2 separate regions of the Pan troglodytes genome follow, and region 1 is linked to region 2. Evidence: chromatin contacts called from public HiChIP or PLAC-seq data. All regions are on one chromosome and are shown on one strand. The core of a region is the stretch at or near the end of the contact, and the rest is flanking DNA. Distances in the headings are between cores, read along the strand shown. Region 1 holds the start of ANKRD10 (ankyrin repeat domain 10). Region 2 holds the start of CARS2 (cysteinyl-tRNA synthetase 2, mitochondrial).

Region 1 (5,666 bases), core at 2,063-4,562, 200 kb before region 2:
TCCATCCCAAGTCATCACTCCCTCCCTTAAATAGCACAAAACCCCTCATTGGTTCCCAAACTTTTTGAAAGTAAAAAGCCACTCCTTAGCATGGCATGCTTAGTATGGAACATCAACTGGGGCCTACCTTGCTCTCCAACCCCACGTCCCTCAGGGCGCACTGCTCCTGGTGTAATAACGACACTCAAGAGATGCCCACCAATGTCTGTCACACGTATGGACACTGAATCACTGTGCCATTCACACAACTGAGCCCTACCCCACTTCCACAATTTCTCACACAATGCAATCCTTTTTTGAAAAAAAAAAAAAAAAAAATTCCAATCTAAAGGCAATCTTAATACGTTAAGTTTTGAGTTTTCCTGTTTTCTTTCATGGATTTGGATCGTATCTTCAAATGCCTAAGTTGGCTTGTGTATGGTTGCTTCATCAGATGAAAAAGATGTTATGAATCTACTCTTCCTCTCTTTGGAGCTTTTAAAAAATGAGAGTCTCAAAGGAAATCTGAGATTGGTAATGATTGTTACAGGAAAGGGGTCCCAATCCAGACCACAGGAGAGGGAGGGTTCTTGGATCTCACTCAAGAAAGAATTGAGGGTGAGGCCACAGAGTAAAGTGAAAGTAAGTTTATTAGGAAAGTAAAGGAATAAAACAATGGCTACTCCTTAGGCAGAGCAGCCCCAAGGGCTGCTGGTTGCCCATTTTTATGGTTATTTCTTGATTATATGCTAAACAAGGGGTGGATTATTCATGTCTACCATTTTTAGACCACACAGGGTAACTTCCTGATGTTGCCATGGCATTTATAAACTGTCATGGTGCTGGTGGGAGTGTAGCAGTGAGGATGACCAGAGGTCACTCTTGTCACCATCTTGGTTTTGGTGGGTTTTAGCTGGCTTCTTTACTGCAACCTGTTTTATCAGCAAGGACTTCATGACCTGTATCTTGTGCTGACCTCCTATCTCATCCTGTGACTTAGAATGCCTTAACTATCTGGGAATACAGCCCAATAGGTCTCAGCCTCATCTTACCCAGCCCCATTTAAGATAGAGTAGTTCTAGTTGGAATGCATCTGACAATTATCAGAGTTGAGCAAAATCTGGGTGACCAACCAATTAGATTACTGGCATTGGGAATAGTCGGTAGACACCATCCTATCCACAATCCTCCTGCCACAGTTACAAGATCTGTCTTGGGGATCCATCACCACGTATATATGTCAGTCTACTCCAGTACAGCTAAATAAATATGTATATAGTCTAAATAATCTGGGTTAAAAAACCCAGTCATCTGAAGTGAGGAAAGACGTACACGAAGTACCCTATCACTATAACCTATTTTATCTTCCTAGCCCTTAATACTCTATGCAAAATAAATTCCAAAGTTAAAAAAAATCTAACAGTGGGTTGGAACCTAGGTCTGGATATTATTCTAAGCTCTGCCACAGGCATGCAGTTTGCCCTTGGACAAATTCCTTGACTTACCACTGTCTCTGTTTCACCATTCCCAGAATGTAGCCTAGCGAGTAATCCCTCCCTTTCATTACATGGAGGACAAGATACACTCACGTCCTTTCGCAAAATGGGACGCCTCTTTCCTAGGAAAGATGGAAATCAGGGCGATATATTTTAAAGAGATTAGATTAAAATCAACATGGTATGTGAGAAGAAAAATGATTACGTTCTAGAGTAAACAAAACCTGAAATGAGTTTATAGTCTATTCTCACCCTTTTGGTCCAAACAAAAAAGTATTGCTTGATTATTCTTTCCTGCTTCACTAACAGATTACAAACTCCCTGAGAGAAGATAGATTCTATGTGTCATATTTTCCATTCATTAGCAATTGCTCACTGAATTGAAATATTTGCTACTTCCCCACTATAGAGTGTTTCTCAATGTGTTTCATTCAGCATTGTACTCAACAAATGTTTGCTGTATGAAGACATGTCTGTGTTGAGTGTTTACACCACTAGTTAACAATTTCCCTTTGTTAAATCTTAGGTTTCTATTTTTTTGTTTTATTAACCAATGCTGCAATATGCTTTCTCGTGCATCAGTACTTCCCTAGACATCTAATTGCCTTGTTAAAGTTCAATTTGTGACGTAGAATTTTGCAAAAAGGAAGGAAATTTACACAGCGAAAAACTATATATACAAATGAGATAAAATACATGATTTAAAAAGACCGCATATTTAGAAGCAAAGGAAATATTCACAAACATTGTGGTTATTCCTCAATAGTGAAATTACTGATGCTTTCATAATCAGAATAAAATTACATATGTAATAAAGTCCATGATACTGTCATTCAAAATAGGGGATTTAGTATTCCCTTACATTTATACAGTTCTCAACAAAAAGCCTTTTATTGTTTGCTCTGTCTGGTCTTCTCGCTTATTTCTTACACTTGCAAACGTATAGTCCTAGCCCACCGCACTCGGTTCCGAAGAAGGCGTCCCTCGGACAAAACCGAGGAATCTGTCCTGCTCTGTAAGGAACTAGGGCTTGCTGATTCCCAGATTTTAACGAGAAGCCCTGCTCCGCGTAGGCGCTCCATAAATTTTTACCGGACAACTTCACCGCGCGCTACTGGGCCTCCGGGAGACCCGTGACTCCCACCCGCTCAGGGCGCGGGCCCGCAGAGCCTCAACCTGCGCCCCCGGCAGCCAGGATTCCCCGCCCGGACCGGCTCCCAGGCTGGAGACATCACGGTCCGCACCCGGGGCGCAGCCGAGACCCACCGCGCCGGAGGCCCCGGGACCCGCTCAGACCGCTGCTAAGCCACTCTACGCCCCTGAGCCCCCCACACAGCCAGGCCCGTGACCTCCGAGCCCCGTGACCTCCAAGCCCCGGAAGCCGCTGTAGGCAGCGGCCCAGCCAGGCCCCGCCCCCTCTACCGGAGCTCCACGCGTCAATTCCAGCCAGGCCCCGCCCCCGGCCGCCCCAGGCGTGGACCCAAGCCAGGCCCCGCCCTCTGCCTGGCTACTCCAGGCGCCCGCCGCCCCAGACGTCCTCTAGCCCAAGCCCAGCGCCCGGCTGCTCCAGACGTCGACAGCCCCATGCCCCGCCTCCTAATCGGCTGCTGCTGGCGTCCTCTGGTCCAGGCTCCGCTCCCTACCCGGCTGCTCCAGGCGTCCTCTAGGCTAGACCCCGCCCCCTACCGGCCGCTCCAGGCGTCCGCAGCTCCAAGCCCCGCCCTCCGCCCGGCTGCTCCAGGCGGCCTCCGGCTCAAGCCCCGCCCCCTGCCCGGCCGCTCCAGAGGTCCGCGGCTCCAGGCCCCGCCCCCTGCCCGGCTGCACAAGGCGTCCTCTGGGCCAGGCCCCGCCCCCAGCCCGGCCGCTCCAGGCCCCGCCCCGCCCCCTCTGTGCGCGCTCCGCTCGGCAGCCTGTGGGACGCGACCGCGGCGCTAGTCTCGTTCCTTTGTGCTGCGGCGGCGGCTTCTCGAGTCCTACCCGACGCGTCCTCTAGGCCAGCGAGCCCCGCGCTCTCCGGTGACGGACCATGTCGGCGGCGGGAGCGGGCGCGGGCGTAGAGGCGGGCTTCTCCAGCGAGGAGCTGCTCTCGCTCCGTTTCCCGCTGCACCGCGCCTGCCGCGACGGCGACCTGGCCACGCTCTGCTCGCTGCTGCAGCAGACACCCCACGCCCACCTGGCCTCTGAGGACTCCTTCTATGGCTGGACGCCCGTGCACTGGGCCGCGCATTTCGGCAAGGTGGGTGCGAACGCTTTAAGGCGCCATTTTCCGCTGCTGTCCAGTGGGAGTCGGGGAAAGCGGGTCTGAGGTGCGGGGGACGTGGGGCGTGCCGGGATCGCGGGGCGGAAGCGGGATCGGCGGCGCCTGTGCCCCGAGGGGCCTAGGGCGCCTGTGCGGCAGCGCTCGCGGCCCGGAGCCGCGGCGGGGCAGCCGGGGGGCGCGGGGCGGAAGTGGGGTCGGTGGCGCCTGCGTCCGGAGGGGCCTAGGGCGCATGTGCGGCGGCGCGCGTAGCAACTTTCTAACAAGGCGGGCTCCAAGGGTCCCGGCGCCTGTTGGCCGGATCCTGTGCGAGCGCGCGCGCGCGGATGGCGCGGGGCCCTCCAGGCCGGGCCGGAGGCGCGAGCGATTTCGCAGAGCCGGGTATTAGGCCGCGAAGTCGCCCAGGCGGCTTCCGGGGAGCCGAGCTGGGGTCAGAGGCGCGCGGGGAATGCCCGGGCGCGGTCGGCCTTCTGGTTCCGCACATCCTCGCCAGTAGCCGAGGGCCGCGCTGCGGACGAGCTCAGCCGAGGAGCAAGCGCCCCGGCGGGACTGGAAGGCCCGGGCAGCTGTGTGGGATGGAGGCCGGCTCTCCAGCTTCTGGGTTTGCTTTAAGGCTCGTAGCTGACCCCGCTTCAGGAAAATTAGTGACGGCTGTGTTTATCTTGGATCTAAATTACTGCAGAAGTGGTTAAATTAAGCAGAATTCTCTTCCCGTGGAGGCTTTACGTTCCCCTCTTTTTTCTTAAACTGAAAATTCTGGGGGAACACAGTGCTGCTTTAAGGTTTTAAAAGGTTGGATAGCTACAGTTTCCTCATCTGTGAAGTCGTTGGGGTACTTGCTCTCAGAAATCTTAAATAAGATTTCACCGTGCATTTCAGAAGTGACTGGTTTTAATTAATATTTCTTAATTCACTAAAATTCAGGGATGTTTATAGTGTTTTTCTCGTAAATGATGAGATGGGGTTAAATGGTTTTGCAGAAATATGTGAGAGGTAATGTGAAATAAGTTACTTTAAGAAGGCCTGGCCCTGGTAATGTCGTTACCAGCTGATGAAGTTGCGGTTTACCTTGCTGCCCCTGGTGCTACATTCACAACGCAGCTGTATCTCTTGGAAAGCAGTTTCTGATTCTTTTAAAGTGGAAAAGTCACTTTTCTTTCAATAAAAGAAATGAAAAAGGAGTTTTGACGAGCGGGGTGGGACAAGCAAGTTAATCAGTCCTCAAGGGCTGTTAGGTTCCTGTGGCACTGTCTCTGAAGTTGTGCAACCGTAGTACCTGCTGGAGAAAACAGGTGCCCAGGGGAAATGAGTTTCTTAAGAAACAAAAGTAATAAAGCCTCCTCCCTGCGCTTCTGCCTGCAGCCTTAAATAGATTTCCCGGGGCAGTTAGTAATCTGAGGATTTCCTCCCTCCGGAGTGTCTCTTGCTGTGGTTTATTTTTACACTAAACTTTAGGATTCTGTCCTTTCTACCCTGGTTGAGAACGACACAATACTGGGTGACAGTCAGTGAACAACGATCTGTGGAATGCTTAAAGCCTCATTACAGATGGTCACTTAGAAAATGTAATCCAGTGGTGCCTCCACTTGTCTCTGGGGATTAAAATAGTTACATTAAAATGGTAATTTTTTAATGTGTATTTTATCACAGTTTTTTAAAAAACAACTGAAATCACTTTTCAAAAGTCTACTTCCATGGGACTTTGAGTAGTAGCTTTACCTTGGTCATCAAATGTTGTAACAAGAAGCAGTTACTTCATTGTTTCCAGCTGTCTGAATCATAGGGCTCTTTGGTCTTAGATACGGAAGGGGCCTTAGAAAGCCCCTGTCCAGTGTCCAAACATTTCCTTCTGAGAAGAAGCCGTTAGGACAGAAATCAGGCCAGGACTCAGGGCTACCGCTTGCGAAGTCCAGGCTCTCCCCAGCGCTGCTAAC
Region 2 (5,148 bases), core at 2,123-4,622:
CCCATCGCAAAACTACCAAGAAGTATTTCTGTTACCTAATATTTCTTTGATACTCCAAGCAAAGTATTTTATCAACAAAGCCACTAAGTACAAATATTTATAAACAGGAACAACACCACTGCTAAACAGGAAGCCAAACTTCCAGACACTCTGCTCCTTCAATGCCAGCAACTCAGCTTCAGACACTACTGCCTTTCTTCCAAACATATTCCACACCAACATTACCATGGAAAGCAGCAGCACATGCAATTTACAGATTAAATGGGGTTGTAGCAACATTTAAATTGGTTTGTCCAATTATTTTAAATGTATTTTAATTTTACCTACGGGTTGCACTGAAGTTCTTTATGAAGCGAACTTCCCAGGGGGTGGGTGGGTATTTTTATGATAATGTTTGAAAAATAATTCAAGCAACCTCAAACACCATTTTAAATCGATAAACTAATTATAATCCAAGTTTATGAATTAACATACAACTGATGCCTACTAAGCAAAAGACGTTTGACTTCCTACAGAGTAGGTCTGTGGAAGTCTTTCAGAACTACGCGGCAGAGCTCAGCATTTACACCGAAGTCCAAGGAGCTGTGACCCTTGCGACAGATTGGCTCGCTTCTCGGCGCTCCCAGCTGCGCCGCTCCAGTACTCCCGGGGGGGCAGGACTGTGATCTTTCCTGAAGCCAAAAAGTTCATCACCCTAGGTGAACATGAAGCAAGCAGCAAGCCACGCTCTCCCCAGCAACGACAGGAGGACAAAGTGGCTCCATGAACTTTGCTGTCTGGACAGCTGGAACCCTGCACCCCGCCCCGCGCTACTTTTTTCTATCGTCGAACGATCAAAGTGGTCTCAGCCCCTGCCTTCCTTCCGTCCGGAGCCCCAGGGTCACCCCACGGGGCCCGTCCGGCCCGAGGACAGCACCTTCCAGAAAAGTTTCTGCGCCGAGGGTCCCGCTCGTGGACGCAGCCCCAATCACTCACGTTTCCACGGCCACGCGCGGCCCCACCCTCGGGTCAGCAGAGATGCGGCCTGAAACTGTCTCCGAGCCGGTCCCGCGGGTCGCGGGAGGCGGTCCGAACTGCAGCCCCGGCCCCGAGCCCACAGGCCCGGGATCACTGCTACTGCTATAAATCCGTACCCGAAAGTGGCCGGGCTGAGCGGGAAGAGGGGCCGGGGCGACACCAGCCAGGCCTCCAGCCAATGGGGAGGAGGCCAGCGGGAGACTCACCCCGCACCCCGAGAGCCGCCGCCTATGGGAATCGCCGATTTGGAGGGCGGAGGCCAGGAGGAAAACCAACCACACCGCAGGGCGGAAGAGCACGGCCCGCCCCAGCAGCGAGAAGAACCAATCCAAGGCTGGAGGCCGAGCGACCCGAAGACGTTCAAATCAACTCGTCCACCCTCCAACCCGCTCCTCCCCGAAAAAGAAAAAAGAAGACAGCGGAAACACAGACCCATACCAGTTATTGCGCTAGGCCCGCCTTCATCCGCCTCAGCGACCAATCGTTCCGCAGGGGAATGATAAGGACATTCCACGAAGGACATCACAGCCAACTACTGGGGGGCTGAGGCGGGACGTTCCATAATATGCTAATGAAGTTCCTATAAAAGTCGCTGCGAAGCTACGTCTCGGATAGAACGCGCAGGGGCGCCTTCCCGGCAGAGGCGTCTAGTACTTTCGGGGACAGCAGTCAATTTTTTTTTTTTTTGCCCCCACCCAACTCTTCCGTTTCCCTACTGCGCAGCCTTGTAAACATTAGTAAACTCCGAGTGGTGATCCACATTCAAAACAAGAGCCCCCAAAGCCTTGACTGACCTCGCAAGAAAGTTTCCCCAACAGCCAACAATTCCCGGCGGACACGAACTCGCCACCTCTCTCTGACACCCTGGGCGGCCAGGTCTGCAGAGAACGACCCACAGGTCCTCTCACCTGCCACGGTCCTCTCCAAGCCAGCGATCTGCCCGCGCCCCCCCGAGCGCAGCGCAGATGGGCGCCTTCCCCGCCTCCGCTCCTCCCCTTCCCTTCCCTTTCCTACGGCACACAGAGAAAAGCCCTCGTCCTCCGCAAACTACAACCGGCGGCGTCGCCCCTCGCAGTCGGCCCCTACTCGGTGTCCAGCTCCAAGTGAGGGCCGGAGGGGGCTGGGCGGGGGCGGCCGACCTACCCCGAGCGGAGTACTACCCGGTACTTTATGTAACACTCAGATTCGGGACTGAGTGGGGGGCGACGAAGGGCCAGAGGAGCGGCGTTGCCCGGGACCGAGGCACCGGGTCCGCGGGAACCCCGGCCCACAGCCGCCCTCCTCCTGCAGCCCCGTCTCGGCGCCCTGTAGCCCCAGGCGCCGGCACATCCCTCCATCTCGCGCCGTAATCTGCACCCCCTCCTAGAGGACGCGGCTTGGACCCGCCGCCCCCTCCCCCGCAGCACCCGCCTCATCACTTCACTACAAAGAGCGCTTTGGTCGCGCAGCCTTGCAGCGAGACCTCTCGCGCCTCCTTCCTCCTCCGTGTCCCGGGCTTTGCACACAAGGACCTTGGCGAATCAAAGGCGCTCCAGACCTTTTGTTCCTGCCCCTGCCGAGGGCCGCCGCTGCGGAGCCGGCCGCTTCCTCCGGTCCACGGCAGGACCGGCCCGGCTCCGCGGCGCGCCCGGACCCGCCGGGAAGGAGGCGGCCGCCCCCGCCCATCCATCACCCGGCCGTACCTTGGTATTTCGCGTCGATCTCCCGCATCAGCGAGACATTTCTCTGCAAGTCGAAAGGCAGGGACTCGATGGAGTCCAGGTAGTCCTCCACATAGTTCACCAGGTGGAGCTGCTCCCCGTTGGCAGGACTCAACATGGTTCACCCCGGAGGTCCCCGGCGACTCGGCGCGGCTTTCCGCTTCCTCCACCCCCCGCCCCCCTCAAAAAATAGCACTGCAAAATGCAAAGCCCTCGCTCTCCCGGCGCCCCCCCGCCGGCTCCTGCTTCGGCCCGGCGGCTACATCTGCCGAGCCCGTCCGCCGCCTCCGGGTCCGCGGGGACCCCAGCGCCTGAGGGCGCGGGCCGCGGTGGCGGTGGCTCCCGGGCGCACGCCCCGGCCGGCGGCGCAGGCCCCCTCTCAGGCGGCGGGGCTGGCGCCGGGGGCCGCGCGTACGAGCGCGCACACACCGGCGGGAGAGGGCCCAGCGCCGCGGCCGCCGCTGCCCACTCGCCCACTGGGCTGGGTAGAAGAGAGGAGCGGAGCGGGCAGCGGGAAGGGGCGCGCTCCGCTGGCCGCCGAGCCGCACTTGTCCAACGTGGAAAACCCAAATACCAGTTTCAAACACTTGGGAAACATTCAGCCCCGCTGCGCAGCGCGCATGCGCCCCGGCCCCATCCCCCGGCAACGGCCCCGCCCCCCGCCGCATTCACGCCCCTCACCGTCCCGGGCCCTGGGGGCTGCGGGCTCGAGGCCGGCCCTCGCGGGGGCGTGGCCTTGCCTGTCACTTTTTCCAGGGGCGAGGGTCGCGGAGGGGACAGCGTCAGGGCCGCTGGGGTGGGGACGGCGGGCGAGGCGCAAACTTTACTAGGAGTTTTTGGCACTTGGAGGCAGATCCTGTTGGGCGGCACAGCACGCCCGCTGGGAAACGCAGGGGAGCGGCCTGCTTCGCTGAAAACCCGACCAGGACCTAACGGGCCGCGGGACAGAAACCTCCGAGACCATGGTACACAGCAACTACCACAACTCGCTCCTCAGCCCCTGACTCTTCGTCCCCGCCCCACAGCGCAGTATAAGTAGGGCCCGAAACAGAACTGGCAACGGCAGTAGCCAATCTACTTGCCAACATCACTTTGACAGCCCAATCACGATGAAGAGGAGGCGGGGAGACCGTGAGTAATGCCCCCCGGACTCTTACTACTATCAACCCAAGTCCTCCGGGAGGCGGAAGGAAGGGGAGGGCCGGGCACGGGCGGAAGTGGCGGCGCATGCGCACTGGCACCCTCTCGGTGTCCTTTGAGCTGCGGCCGCAGAGTGCGCGGGAGACCTACCCATTCCGCGGCCGGACCACCACTCCCAGCAGCCTAGGCGGCTCCCGCGCCTGCGCTATCCGTCACCGCCCTCCCTTTGTGTCGTCTCCCGGTACTCAGTTTGGAACGGCTTGGAGACAAAGGGGCCTGAGAGGGAAGCTGCTTCCTAGTGCCGAGCCCCAGAAGAGGTGGATAGGCCCGAGGGGCGCCTTCCCTAGGCCTTATCTCTTCCCGCCCTGTGCCATGGACACCGTTCTCGGAGGCCGCTCCCCACACGTGGAAAGGCCGCCCACAGTATGCAGACACCCGGTCGGCCGGCATCCTGGGGCCATTCAGCTCCCCGGACCGCCCTCCCCCGCGTCGCCTCTCTACCCTCCCAAAGCTCCCGGATTTTGGGCTTTCTGAGAAGCCTGGACGCCACGCGAGCCTGTTGCCTAGGCGACCGGCCCCGCGCGCCGGCCCGCCCCCTTCCGGCCAAAGGGCCCGCCCCTCCTGGGCGTGGCCTCGTGCCTTTGTGCACTTCCCGCCTGGCTCTCCGGTTCCGGGGCGGCCTCGGCTTCGGCCTCCGCCCCGCTGCGGCCGCCGCGGGTCCCCTCCGGGGTGGCCCCGAAAGCTGCGTTTGCCACGCTTGGCTGCCTGCTTTTCTCTGATTTTCTTTCGCTTTGGACCCTGCTCTATTTGCATTGTCTTTTTTTCAGCAAGTCGGAGAACGGTGCCTTGTCAGTTTTCACCTTTCTCACCGGACTTTCTCTTTTCCGGAGAGCCGGGTTGGTGGTGCTGCCTGTGTATTCCACGAACTAAGCCCTGTCCCCAGCCCTTGCAGTGTTTCTGTATCAACTCCACGCCAGCGCGGTTCTCCATTTTTCTTAGCCTCTTAATTAGGACAGGGTCGGATTTCAGCTTTTATCCACCGGGTTTATCCTGTTGCAAAGCAGAGTACACAGCTTTAGACACAAAATAATTGCAGTTGAAATGGATACACATTCTGGTGGTAAGATTTGGAAACGTGGTATTTGATGGAACCCTGTTGTAACATCTAAAACTCTTTGGATTTTTAAAAAACGTATTCTGTGTAATCCAGTAAAAATTTGGATTCGTCCAGTATTTATAGAGTAGATTATTAACCGCAGTGGTGCTCATTCCAGGGCCCTGCCGGGTGTTT

Evidence for each region. HiChIP or PLAC-seq counts read pairs in DNA pulled down with a chosen protein or histone mark.
Region 1: an H3K4me3 HiChIP or PLAC-seq map of stem cell-derived excitatory neurons shows a contact between it and region 2, with 5 times the contacts expected there. The contact joins the promoter of ANKRD10 here to the promoter of CARS2 in region 2. A contact is called at or near these places in 1 of 7 Hi-C or Micro-C datasets (stem cell-derived neural progenitor cells) and 1 of 1 datasets of contacts at active chromatin or transcription factors (stem cell-derived excitatory neurons).

What each region holds. Positions count from the first base shown.
Region 1 is chr14:116,535,750-116,541,415 of NHGRI_mPanTro3-v2.0_pri, reverse strand. It overlaps ANKRD10 (ankyrin repeat domain 10), which reads left to right and starts at 3,312. Exons shown (of 7, transcript XR_010150566.1): 1 at 3,312-3,711. It overlaps LOC134808160 (a long non-coding RNA gene), which reads left to right and starts at 5,611. Exons shown (of 3, transcript XR_010150570.1): 1 at 5,611-5,666.
Region 2 is chr14:116,331,848-116,336,995 of NHGRI_mPanTro3-v2.0_pri, reverse strand. CARS2 (cysteinyl-tRNA synthetase 2, mitochondrial) reads left to right here and starts at 3,372. Exons shown (of 15, transcript XM_016925531.4): 1 at 3,372-3,848. ING1 (inhibitor of growth family member 1) reads right to left here and starts at 4,454. Exons shown (of 2, transcript XM_016925537.4): 1 at 4,008-4,454. The coding sequence starts at 4,011.